Linked DNA regions of Macaca mulatta: region 2 is linked to region 1. The links are chromatin contacts, called in public Hi-C maps. All regions are on one chromosome and are shown on one strand. The core of a region is the stretch at or near the end of the contact, and the rest is flanking DNA. Distances in the headings are between cores, read along the strand shown.

Region 1 (6,772 bases), core at 1,411-3,910:
GAGATCCGGCCACTGCACTCCAGCCTGGGCGACAGAGCGAGACTCCGTCTCAAAAAAAAAAAAAAAAGAAGTTGGCAATCCAATATTGATCCACCTGTTTTTTGTGGAAGTTGTTTTCTTGTCTGTAAAATCAACCACCTGCAACCACTGGTTCAGAGGACAGATTATTTCTGGCTCTGGGGTAATCAGAGGAGACTTGATGGAGGAGTTGCTCTGGGCCTGGTAGGTTTGGATAATTTTGAACAGGGCCAAGTGTAACAGGAAGGAGAGTCTGAATGAACAAATGCAGTAGAGTGGAAATGATCTTCTGAAACATGTTTCAAGGATTGCATGATGGGAAACCAAGGTTGAGTGGAGTAGACAGCCGAGGGTGGGCACGGTGGCTCACACCTGTAATCCCAGTACTTTGGGAGGCCGAGGCACGTGGATCACCTGAGGTCAGGAGTTCAAAACCAGCCTGGCCAACATGGCAAAACCCCATCTCTTCTAAAAATATAAACCTTAGCCGGGTCATGGTGGTGGGTGCCTGTAATCCCAGCTACTCAGGAGGCTGAGACAGGAGAATCACTTGATCCCGGGAGACGGAGGTTGCAGTGAGCCAAGATCACGCCACTGCACTCCAGCCTGGATGACAAGAGTGAAACTCAAAAAAAAAAAAAAAAAAAAAAAAAAAAAAAAAAAAAGAGTAGATAGCCGAGATGGATGACCTCTAAAGCCAAAATGAGGAGGCTCAACTTGATTCTCTGGGTAATGAGAAACCATTAAAATGGCCAGGAGGAGTGGCATGTTGAAGAAAGGTGGTGCTTTAGGGAGATGAATCTGGTAGTACTAAAAAGTAAATTACAAGTGGGGAGACTAGTTAGGAGGTGGTTGAGGTTTATAATGTAACAGTATTTGTGTTTTGTTTCTGGTTGGAAAATAATTTGATCTTTCCTCAAAAGCCCTAGATCTTTGGCAGTAGTGGTTAGGAAGTAAGTGGCAAGGTTGTCTGTGATGTAGTGAATTAAGCCAGGCACTAGAGGTCTGAGAGCTGCCACCTTCCATAGGCAACTGGAAACACTGGCTGTCCAGCACAATGCATGACTTAGCCTCACAGAAATTTCAGAGTCAAAGACCCTGGGCCCAGAGCTCTCATGGTAAGAAGCTTGAACTCCAAATGCTTGGTCATGAAGATTAACTTTGCCCTAACCTACAGATGCTTATCCAACCGTGCTTTGTGTTCTGTATCAGCTAGGCAAGAGGAAGGCAGAGTGACACCATTTCCTCACCTTTCAGTGGCTGGCTAGGAACAGCAGTCTCCCTCCTTCCTTCCCTTCCTCACTGTTCCCTGCTTTATAGGATCAAGGGGCCATGGCTGCTCAAACAAGTCAAGGCTGGAGATGGATCTTTGTGTCTTTGTGTGTTTTTGTTCTCTCTACAATTGACTCAGCTGAGCATGGTGTCAGTGGACACATGGATGTCATAGGGAATAGGAGAAACAAGAAAGGAAAAGAAGTTACATCTCTTCCGGATCCTGAGGGATAGCTGTTATGGTCTTGGCCAGTGGTTTCTCCAAAGGCTTCTTTCTCAGGCCCTGAAATCCGAGGGCATGGCTGTGGAGTCCAGATAGTAGTCACCTTGGGAGGAGCCCTAGGCAGGGCTAGTGTTTGGGGACCAACCCCTGCTTGAGACTATCTCTGTATTCAAGCGTAGCAGCAGGGAGCAGTGACACAAAGTGGACAGAGACCTCACCGCAACTTCCTGTACAACTGGCTCTAGCTGCAGTTTCTTCCTTTTTTCCTTATTCCCACAGAATTGGCCCAGAACCTGAGGAGGGTGGAGCAGGGAAGGAGCAGAGGACTCTGTAGGTCTCCAAGCAGAACTGAGATTTCTCTCTGGCCTAGGAGAGACCACTGTCCCCTGCCTTCCTTTCCCTGGGAAGATAGGCTTCCTGGCCTCTCAGCCCAGCTAGAGGGATTCTGCCTCCACACAAACCCAGCTGGACCCAGCTGAGCACTGACTGAGAACCGATGTATGTGAGAGGGGCCAGTTCTACTTCAGCCACAGCGAGTAGACCTCTGAAGACCCAGGGAACTGAATTGAATACCGTGTTAGGAAGAGGGCCTGCAGCCTCCAGGTCCTTAAGACTTACCACCCCAGTGTACAGAAGCCTGCCTAGCACCCTGTCTCTCTAGGAAGGCCAGTGCTAAGACTCGTGGGCCATCCACCAGGACTGAGTTCAAGTTACTGCTGGCAGAATGGTGACTGGTCCCTGCAGCCTCCCTTCTGGGCTTCAGGAATCCCCTCCCAGGCTGACTGCCCCACCCTGAGGCTAGTCTGGAATCCTGGTTAGAGGAAAAAGCTGGAAAACAGAGTCATTCACAATGGGCAAAAAGAGGAGGGAGAGGTTTCTGGTTAAGATATAAAAGGAGGAGCCTAAAGAAGGAAGGAAGCTCCAAGGCTCTGCCCAGACATCTTCCCTGAGACGCCTAAGGACAAAAGAGGAGCTAGACACAACTCTCCCCATTTTTCCTTTGCTGTCTTGAGAGTTCTCCATCTTCCAGCACTGACTTTCTCTACCCTCCCCCTTCCCTAGGCTAAAGGGCCCACAGGGACTGGAAGGGAGGGAGGCTGAGTGGCTGTGCTGTGGGCCTGCCTGCTCCTTTCCCTTCCCCCTTCCCTTAGCAGCAACGTCACCGCATCACCAGCAGCCGCGGCAGCAGCACGGAGACTGGGGCTGGGATTGCGCAGCCTCCCTGCATTAGCAACGATGCCATTGTATTAGCAGAAATCAGATCTTAGGAAATCGGTCCAGTTCCCCTGTGTGGTCCCGTGGAACAGTGTCTCAGCTGGAACTGTCGAGGTAGAGCTTGGTCGGAGTGCAAAAGGGACAGACACATCAGGGGTCCAGCTCAAGGCTCCTGACAAAGGTATGGCTCAGGGAGCTGGGGGAGGGGCAGGGCAGAGATGCTAGGATACTGATCAGCACATTTGGGCCCTGGCTTCTGAGGGTTGGCTTTGTCTTTCCAAAAGGGAGAGGGGGACGGTGCTGGGGGGATAAAGGGAATGTGCGGGAGCACAGCATTAGACGAGCTCATCCATGCATACATTTGGGCTATGGTGCAGAGATGGGGAAAAGCCAAGGCTTGGGCTAATGCCATTTATGCTATTTTGTCAAGAAGCAGATCGCATCCTTCCTTTTTGGGCATTTCTAATGAAGCTTCTAGTATGGGTCAGGGATGGGGGAGTCAGATCTAGAAACAAAGGCTTAATGGGAGGAGACACCCCTATAGCTACTGTAAGTTTATGATGGAGAACATGCAAGGATCCATGCAGCTTTCAAGAGAAGGGGCTGGGAAGCCTTTCTGTCCACACACACATACATACATGCACATAGCTATACATGCACATAGACACACATACCATATCTTCTGGTGCTATGGGAGCCACCAGGCTCCAGGTAAGGATGGAGTAAGAAAACAGGGTGCCCCACAGTGTGTGGCAGGGGTAGGGACAGTCATTGTAATGCCTAGGGCACCTGACCTGTTACAATAAGCCTTCAAGAAGAGACCTAAGCGTAAGCTAATACTCCCAAATCTACCCTCCCGCCCTTCTCCCTTTGATCCTACCCAGGAGAGGACCAGTCAGGAAAAGGGTTATCAGCCCTACAGAGGCATCTTATCAGGATCTCAAGTCAAGGTCAGATTGCTAGAGAAGAGCAATTGAAGACCATTGTCTTTCCCGTCTTTATTCAGAAGGCCAAAAAAGAGGGAAGGGTTCTATGACTGGCAGAAAGACATTGATGACCAAAGCTAGAGGAAATCTTTTTTCTGGGGTTTTCCTGCCCAGAGTTGCTCCATTGCTGAGCAGGTAGGAAGAGTTCCCTAAATTCCCATTTCCACACCTGTAATCCCAGCACTTTGAGAGGCTGGGGTGGGAGGATCACTTGAGCCTAGGAGTTGAGACCAGCCTGGGCAACATGGTGAAACCCTGTCTCTACAAAAAATTTAAAAATTAGCCAGGCATTGTGGTGTGCACCTGTAGTCCCAGCTACTAAGGAGGCTGAGGTGGGAGGATCACTTGAGCCCAGGAGTTCAAGGTGCAGTGAGCTATGATCGCATCACTGCACTCTAGCCTAAGCAACAAAGCTAGACTCTGTCTGTAAAAAATAATTGTAAAAAAATTCCCACTTCTAATAACTACCTTGGTAGAGGGTTCAAAAACATAGGATAATAGGAGACAGTAGTGCCATATTGTGCAAATATATAGTTGAGGAATACACTGGATAGTTATGGGAGTGTATTTGTTCCCAGGAAGTGTCTAGGAATGTGAACCACAGAGCAGGGAAAAATGAGACTTGAGACTATGTATGGGGCAGGGAGATGAGGGCTGGGAACTGGGGCAGGAGGTGAGATTGACAAGTGTGATCACAGCCTGGGGACAGTATGAAAGGGATTGTAGGTTCATAGAATAGAGAGGCAGATAGACATAACCTGCGTAAATGGAGGCTGAAATGTGGGTCTACCCAGGACAGGTAGGGTGCAGCTGCTCTGGGAGCAGAGTAATTGCAAGGACTTTAGGAAGAGGGTGTGGCCCCAATCATTTTCTGTGGAAGGCCATTGTAGTGGAAATAATTACAAATTGGGCAGACCTGGGAATGAATCCCATCTCAGATGTGTAAATATGGGCAAACTACTTATACACTCTAAGCTTTGGTTTTCTCATCTTTACAATGGGAAGGATTATGCCTACTTAAAAATGTTACAGTACATTTAAAGATGATGTATGTAAATTAATGGCATATAAGTATTGAATAAATGACCATTTATAGTATTATAATAGGACAAGAGACACCCATTTGGGACAAGGGCCAGGAAAGAGGCTCTCATAGAACTTTCTTCTTATTCTGGATCCTCTGTTTCTTCCCCATCCGCATCTTCCATGTCTCTCCATTTAGTCAGGGCAGAAAAAGTCTGAAATGAGCTCTTCCAGCTCAGTGTTTTCTCTTCACCTTCATTAGAGGGGATGGGCCACTTGTCTGGATGTAGAAAAAGTCACTCCCAGGAAAGGAGCCTGAGATACACTCTCAGTAAATGTTCTCTGTGGTGTCATATGTACAGTTTACTCTCTTTTTTTCTTTTTTTTTTAAGATGGAGTCTCGCTCTGTCACCCAGGTTGGAGTGCAGTGGCACGATCTCAGCTCATTGCAAACTCCACCTCTTGGGTTCAAGTGATTCTCCTGCCTCAACCTCCCAAGTAGCTGGGATTACAGGAGCGTGCCACCACACCCAGCTAATTTTTGTATTTGTAGTAGAGACGGGGTTTCACCATGTTGGCCAGGATGTTCTCAATCTCTTGACCTCATGGTCCGCCTGCCTCGGCCTCCCAAAGTGCTGGGATTACAGGCGTGAGCCCCCATGCTGGGTCTACTCTCATTATATTCTTAACTGATCAAGAAAAAAGGTCAAAAGTTAGGATTCCTGAGTCTTATCTTAATTCTGTTATTTATTCACTGAGTGGTCTTGGGCAAGTCATTTCATTTTTCTGAGTGTAAATTTCCTTATTTTTGAAAATGAAGATGGCTCCGCCTCCTTTGGTAAGTTTATGTAAGGATCAGTAAGATATGACATACATAAAAAGTGCCTTGTAAGTAAATGTGAACCGGGTGGGCAAAGCATGAGTACAAAATCTCATGAGATGCCTGGAGAACTTCCCCTTAGATGGCTGAATTGGAATCGTCTATGGAGGAGCCATTGCTGGGCATTTCCCTTGGTTGTGTGGAGATCAAAAAGGAATAAGATCTTCTCTGAGATACAGAAGTATAAAATAAAATGAAATCAATCAGTGAAAGAGCTTGACAGTTAAAGTAGGATTCAATACAACCTAAATGTAAAAGCTAAAACTATACAGCTTTTAGAAGAAAACCATAGGTACATTTCTTTATGATCTTAGGACAGGTAAAGATTTCTTAGGATACAGAAAGATTTAACCATAGAGAAACAAACTGATAAATTGGTCAATTTAAATTTGATAAATTAAAAACTATCAAAAAACACAGTTAAGAAAACAGACAAGCCACAGGCTGAGAGAAAATGTTCATGAGACATATTATTTGACAGAGGACTTGTATCCAGAATGTTAAAACTCCTATAATTCAATCATAAAAAGATTAACAACTCAGGTTCTTTTAATGGGAGAAGTAGTCAACAAACAACCAGGTACCTACTGTGTTCAAGCACAGAGTTCACTGTATTGCAGTCTCCAGCCTCGGAACTGTGCTCCAGTCTGGGAGATACATATGTCAACATCACATTACAACTGTTAGTGCCCTCCAGCCAAGGGCTCCGTCATCTCCCATGCTCATGTGTCCTTTGTCTCTGATTTAGAGTCAGCTTTCTGCAATCTGTATCTGTGCATCAGGTTTTCCATATTAATGCATGTATGTCCTAGTAATGGTTTTGTGGGCAGAATCATACATTCTTTTATGTGATACTTGTGAATGCCTCTTGAAAATGCTTTAAAAAGGAAGAAAAGGTACTCATTGAAGGTCAGTGATGGCTGCAACCCATAAGTACCCCTAAAATTACTGCTATGTACGTAAGAAAGTTCTCTATACTCCTTTTAGTCCAGGCTTCGAGATTATGGCCAGGACTCCAGGGGAAACCTGGTATGTATGAAAGGAGAAACCCCCTCAAAGAAAAAAAAATTGTTTAGGCCCGGCATGGTGGCTCACACCTGTAATCCTAGCACTTTGGAAGGCCAAGGCAGGTGGATCACTTGAGCCCAAGAGTTC
Region 2 (6,772 bases), core at 2,545-5,044, 440 kb before region 1:
ATCCCTAACCCTTGTCCTCCTACTCTTTAAATGACCAGGATGGAAAGGTTTGCAAGGATTGAGCATTCAAAGACACTTTCTAGAGGGTACTCTAGAGGCAACCTAAGAAAATCAATAGTCCTGTCTCCCCTGCCCTCTGCACTTGTCAGCAAGTCAGACAATTTGGGTCTTAGGAAGCTTTTTCTCCCGGTCCTTCACAGAAGTAGGAGGCAAACATCAGAGCCAAAGAGGGAAAGTCCATTCTTCTGCAGTTCAGAGGCTACAGAGAGCCCAAGGTCCTTGTTTCTGCCTTGCCTGTGTTGTGGACCCCCCAGGGTCCTGAGATTCTATCACTAGATGGTAAAAAGAGGCGCCTTCCTCTTCCCCCTAGTCCCTCATTCCTAGACTTAGGAGACACAAGCAAGTAACAGTCCCTCTAAGCTCCCTTCTCTTTACCTCACCCTAGACCACCTTTTTCAAGAGGACTGACTTCCTTGCTGGTTCCCTAGTGTAAGGAACAGGATTAAGGAAATTTTCAATGCCCTTGTCAAAATTACAGTGTATCAATGTAAGAGCCTACTTGCCTTAATAAAAGCTTACTAGGAAAACAGAGACATAGAACACTGTAGGAAAAAAAATATCCCTTAGCAACCCCACCTTATCCTATCTTTCTGCCACTACCATAGGCCAGGCCTTAGTTACCTACAAAGGTCAGAGGACAATAGTTCAGGGTGAAGGATCAAAGATGTTCCAGGCCTCAATATACCCTGGGAAAGCAGCAGGGTACAACCAAGAGGCCTTACTACTGGACACGGTGGCTCATGCCTGTAATCCCAGCACTTTGGGAGGCCAAGGTGGGTAGATCACAAAGTCAGGAGTTCGAGACCAGCCTGACTAACATGGTGAAACCCCATGTCTACTAAAAATACAAAAATTAGCTGGGTGTGGTGGCGCGCAACTGTAATCCCAGCTACTCAGGAGGCTGAGGCAGGAGAATCGCTTGAACCCAGGAGGCGGAGGTTGCAGTGAGCTGAGATCATGCCACTGTACTCCAGCCTGGGCGACAGACTGAGACTGTCTCTCAAAAAAAAAAAAAAAAAAAGAGGCCTTACCTTCCTGCCCTAAATTTACCATGCTTTTTTTTTTTTTTTAATAGCAGTTATCACTACCTGACTTCTCCCTCCCCCTATATAATTTCTTTCTCCCCTTATTAGAATGGAAGCTCCATGAGAGCAGCAACTTTGTTTCATTTGTGCTCATATTCACAGAGCCAACATGAGTCCCTGGCAATGTTCAATAAACATTGACTGAAGAAAACAACAGGCCCTGGGCTGAGTGAACAGCAATCAGGCGATCTGGATCCTATCTAGCCCTTTCACTGTGACATCTGGGGAATCACAGTCTCTTTAGCCATAAATTTCCAAAACTGTAAAATAAGGGGTTTGTATAAACAATGACTGCTGAGGGCCTCTGCAGCTCTATAATTCTAATGACTGTTGTTCACTCATATCCATATCAGAGGATAGCTCCAGGCATTCGAACGCCCTGCTGCCTTGTACCAAAGCAGAAAGGCTATATCCTCCAGTCTCAGCACAGCAAACTGATGCCCTTTCTCTTCATGCCCCACCCACTCACACAAACCTCCCCAGTCCTGAGGAAGCTAGAGAGAGTCTGCCCTAGGCCCGCCCTCTCTGAGAGACTGTCTGGGAAGCAGTGTTGCCATAGCAATCAGCTCCTCCTCAAAAGGCTTCAGCCTGCCCTTTTTTACCCCACCCTACCCCAGGGCTTTGTCTGTCCTCAGCACAATCCCCCCCTCCCCAGCCAGTCTCTCAGCTCCTGGGTGGTTGTGTGAGGAGGCTGGCTTGGGGCCCCTTTTAGCAACACTGTCACACTCATTCAGCCACTGTGTGGAACTCAAGCCTTTCCCACCCTCTCCCAGCCAGCCTAGGGGCAAAAGGAACTCTAGCACTCCATCAAATCCCCTCAGGGAAGCAGAGGAGCCCTCAAGAGAACTAGGTCCTAGTCTCGGTTCTGATAGTGCTTCCAAGCCTGGAGTGTGGGGAGCTACTCCCTTTTCCTTCCCTGAGGCTGGAACCTCACAACCCTTACTGGGTTCAGCTTACAGTCATAGCCCACCTCTCAAAACAGATGGAAGATCCTCAATACTCCTCACCACTTCCCCCCTCCCACAGAAGCCCTAGTGTTCCCCACCCAGGGGAAGGACAAGGGTGGGGAAAATCAGTTTGTGTCAAGTGGTTAAATGTGGCTACCAGTCACTTGGGGGTCTATGTGAGAGACCTGGGTGGTAGTGGTGGGGGTGGGGTCTGAGCCCTGCTGCTGGTTACCATGGTCTCTGGTCATTGAGCACAAAGTCCCAGGCAGGGCATGGCTCCTAGATGGGCAAGGGCCAGGCCAGGCCCTGGGGCAAGGAAGGAAGTGGGAAATGAGCACACCCAGAGCGTAAGGGCAGGGCAGGGAGGGGGAGGGGGAGACAGAGACAAGGCTGGCTCTGGGAGGAACAGGAACTAGGATGGGGGGTTGACAGGAACCCAGTGGGGGAAGGGTCCCCCAGGACATCAGCTAGGGGAAGAAACCCCAGTCTCAGCTGGACAGATCCAAAAGAGACTGAGGAGACAGTCACACAAGCCCTGGTGACAAGCAGGGTCCGACTCCTCTCTGAGTGCTCAGGCCAGGAGGTGAAGTTAAAAGCTGAGCAGACAGGAGTGCAACAGATTGGCCTCTTCACCCAACTAACTCCATCACCCTTGCTCCTAGAACCCAGAACACAATATCTTCCTGGAGTTACTACAATGCCCTAAACTGTTACTTTCTCAAAGTACTGGGGGTTCTGTTCTCCCGCCTCAACTGGGGCCTACAACCCCTTCCCCTAGATAGTGCCCACAGACCCTCCGACACCGCTACACTCTGGACCACCAGCCCTTCTCCATTAAACAGTCCCCCTTCCGTCAAAGCGCCTCCAAGTCCCCTCCCCCTCATGTACCTCCTCCAACCCCCCACATCAGACAGCGACACAGTCCCCTCACGGTGTACCTCGCAACACCCCCCCACCCACAACAAAGCGCTCCTGCCCTTCCTCCATAGAGGCCCCTAGAGAATGCACCTTGTTGCCCACACATTGAGTCCCCAACTGCTCCCCCGACTCCGTGTCTTCCCTCAACATACAGCAGTCTCCAGATTGTCTGCAAAGCGCACCCCCATCCGCGTCCCTTCTTCCACGCTCACCCCGCCCCACACCTGTAGTTCCGTGGATCCCGTTGCACTCGGGTAGGTGGTAGTGGTTGGGGCAGTTACTGAGCAGTCCTATCTGTAGTCTCGGCCTGCAAACCTCGCCCCTTCGGTTCGAGCCCCGCCCCCGCAACGCCCAGGCCCACCGTCTCCCTTGTCCCACCTTCCACCTTCTCCGGACTTGTCCCTTTCCTCGTTTAATTTCTCGAGCTCCTCCCCTGTAGCCCGGGCCCCGCCCCCTTCTGTCCCCGCTCCTCTTTCGCGTTTTCTTTGCATTTCCCCAGGATCCTCAGCTTTTCCCAGGCCCCACCCGCGATCCCCGCCTTCTCTTGGTCTCTCCGCCTTTCACCGGGACCCGCCCCCTCGGATTCCAGCCTGGCAGAAGTCGCGCCAGGCCCCCTTCCACCACGATCCCCCTCCCATCTCAGAGCCTCTCCTCCTTCCGCCCCTTCTCCCTCACGCCTCACCCGGGCGGTCGCGATCCAACCAGGATCCGCTGGCTCTGATTGGCGGTGGCAGCCCCAATGGATGACGGAGGAGACAAAGTGATGGCCGCAGGTCGCCTGAGGTCCCACCCGGCCACGTGCGGCTTCTGTGATGACAGGTCTAGAGGGGCGGGGCTTCGGTCGACAGGCTGCTAGCCTGAGCGGAGCGGATCAGGGAAGGGTGGGAACCCGGAGCCAGGGCCAAAGCCACAAGCCTGAGGGCTCTGAGCCGGGTTGGGGCTCTCTCGCTGCTTTCGCGCCGGTGTGAGCTGCCTGCGAAACTCGAGCCTCTTTGTAGGGATGTCTGGGTTGGCGCGTGCATTTGCACTAATAGGGGAGGTCCGTAGGGTTTGCAAGGTAGTGCAAGGAATCTCAGGGGTCTGTGAAAATAAGGGAATCTGGGCGATGGGGTTCAGGTTTGCGAGGTTGAGCAGTTTCTGAAGCCTACGCTGTGCAGGCGGGTGTGGGTTCTGGGATGGACAGTAGGAGTCAGATCTGTACCTATTGAGGCACGTCAGCGAGGAGATCTGTGAATTTTACGAGATGAGTGTTGGTATGGAGTCAGATCTGTACCTATTGAGGCAGGTCAGCGAGGAGATCTGTGAATTTTACGAGATGAGTGTTAATATGGAGTTAGGATGGCCTGCAATTGCTGGAGAAAAGTGAGGCCTTTCCCTTGTACAGGTGTCGAATGAACTGCAGTACAGTTACATATGTTCTGCAATTTAAGTGGCGCTTGAGTCTCTTCTCTCCAGCCTCTCCCCATGAGATACAATAAGGGAGGGCGACGCTTTCCAGACACCGGTAGATGGCAGTACAGGACACTTGCAGAACTGAGAGAGCCCAGCTCAGCGCCAATCTGTGGCCTCTCTGAGGAGCAGACCGTTTGGGTCTGATTTGATCAAGTTCTCCAAAAGTCACATTCTTTTTTATTTGTTTTGAGACCGCGTCTCGCTCTTTCGCCCAAACTGGAGTGCAGTGGTGCGATCTCGGTCACTGCAGCCTCCGCCTACTGGGTTCAAGCAATTTTCCTGCCTCAGCCTTCGGAGTAGCTGGGATTACAGTCGTGCGCCACTAGGCTGGAATAATTTTCGTATTTTTGGTAGAGACAGGTTTCACCATGTTGGCCAGGCTGGTCTCAAACTCCTGATCTCAAGCGATCCACCCTCCTCGGTGCCCAAAGTGCTGGGATTACTGGCGTGAGCCACAGCACCCGCCAAATTACAGGCGCCTGTAATCCCAGCTACTCTGGCGGGGGCGGGGGCGGGGGCGGGGGCGGGGGCGGGGGCGGGGGCGGGGGGGGGGCCAAGGCAGGAGAATCGCTTGAATCCAGGAGGCAGAGGCTGCAGTGAGCTGAGATCGCACCATCGCACTCCAGCCTGGTGGACAAAGATTCTCAAGGCTCTGTGACTTTATGCCAGTAGTTAACTTAAACTGGTTTACTCAACGTCAATGGTGTGGAAGGCGCAAAAAAAAGAAAGAACAAAGTATTTTCTCTGCCCATAAGGAACGTATTGTTTAGACAGTGATACAAATGCCTACATAATCCCAGAAGGGCAAACTAAGAAAGGTTTTGTGTAGTGGGAAAAGCACAGAGTTTGAAGTCATCTAAACTTCTTCAACTTAAACTTCAAACTTCAACTTATGGGTTCAACTTATGAGTTTGTCTCATACCTTTGAGTATTTACTAGCTGTATAGATTTGGGTAAATTACTTGACTTTAAAAAATTAATTGTAGAACAATTTTAGATTTACAGAAAACTTGTAAAAATAGTGCAGAGAGTTTTCAGATGTACACTATACCTAGTTTCTCCTATTATTAACATGTTTCCTTATATGGTTCATTTATTACAATTAATGAGCCAATATTGATACATTAACAATAACTAAAATCCACACTTTATTCTGATTTTCCTTTTGTTTTTTTGAGACGGAGTTGTCACTCTTTCACCCAGGCTGGAGTGCAGTGGTGTGATCTCGGCTCACTGCAACCGCTGCCTTCTGGTTGCAAGAGATTCTCCTGCCTCAGCCTCCTGAGTAGCTGGGATTACAGGCATGTGCCATCACCCCTGGCTAATTTTGTATTTTTAGTAGAGATGAGGTTTCTCGTTGTTGGTCAGGCTGGTCTCGAACTCCCGACCTCAGGTGATCTGCCCGCCTCGGCCTCTCAAAATGCTGGAATTAGAGGCATGAGCCACTGCGCCCAGCCTATTCTGATTTTCTTAGTTTTTCCCTTATGTCCTTTTTCTGTTCCAAGATCTGATCCAAGCTGGCACATTACATTTAGACATTATGTCTCCTTTGGCTCCTCTTGGCTGTGACAGTTTCTCAAACTTCCTTGTTTTTGATGACCTTAACAGTTTTTGTTTTGTTTTGTTTTACTTTGAGACAGAGTCTTGCTCTTTTGCCCAGGCTGGAGTGCAGTGGTGCTATCTCGGCTCACTGCAACTTCTGCCTCCTGGGTTCAAGCAATTCACCTGAATAGATGGGACTACAGGCTCATGCCACCATGCCTAGCTAATTTTTGTATTTTTAGTAGAGACAGGGTTTCACCATGTTGCCCAGGATGGTCTTGATATTCTGACCTTGTGACCCACCTGCCTCGGCCTCCCAAACTGTTGGGATTACAGGCATGAGCCACTGTGCCCGGCGTTTTTTTTGTTTGTTTTTTGTTTTTTTGGCTACAAGTGTGAGCCAGAGCACCTGGCCTCATATTGCAGTTTAAAAAAAAAAAAACAACAGTGGTACCTAGGCAGCCTGAGTCTTTATTTTTCTACAAGATTTTTAGAACTTCTTTATGAAATACTTGAGGCATACAGGAAGCTCTAAAGAATATCATAACAAATATCCATCTGGCAGGTGGATCACTTGTGGTCAGGAGTTTGAGACCAGCCTGGCCAACATGGTGAAACCCCATCTCTACTAAAAAGACAAAAATTTGCTGGGTGTCGTGATACATCCCTGTAGTCCCAGCTACTCGGGAGGCTGAGGTGCAAGAATTGGTTAAGCCTGGGAGGCAGAAATTGCTGTGAGCGGAGATTGCTCCACTGCACTCCAGCCTG

Evidence for each region. Hi-C and Micro-C count contacts between places; a contact is called where the count stands out from the background.
Region 2: a contact with region 1 is called in a Hi-C map of fetal cortex germinal zone, with 3 times the contacts expected there. The contact joins the promoter of ATOSB here to the promoter of RUSC2 in region 1. A contact is called at or near these places in 5 of 14 Hi-C or Micro-C datasets (CD4 T cells, blood, fetal cortex germinal zone and 2 more).

Annotation. Positions count from the first base shown.
Region 1 is chr15:64,163,142-64,169,913 of T2T-MMU8v2.0, reverse strand. RUSC2 (RUN and SH3 domain containing 2) reads left to right here and starts at 2,660. Exons shown (of 12, transcript NM_001266666.1): 1 at 2,660-2,909. LOC144334666 (a long non-coding RNA gene) reads right to left here. Exons shown (of 2, transcript XR_013404777.1): 1 at 6,757-6,772; 2 at 616-4,058. It overlaps LOC144334663 (a long non-coding RNA gene), which reads right to left and starts at 543. Exons shown (of 2, transcript XR_013404774.1): 1 at 44-543.
Region 2 is chr15:64,607,289-64,614,060 of T2T-MMU8v2.0, reverse strand. It overlaps ATOSB (atos homolog B), which reads right to left and starts at 3,794. Exons shown (of 9, transcript NM_001193876.2): 1 at 3,693-3,794. LOC144334652 (a long non-coding RNA gene) reads left to right here and starts at 3,692. Exons shown (of 3, transcript XR_013404763.1): 1 at 3,692-3,829.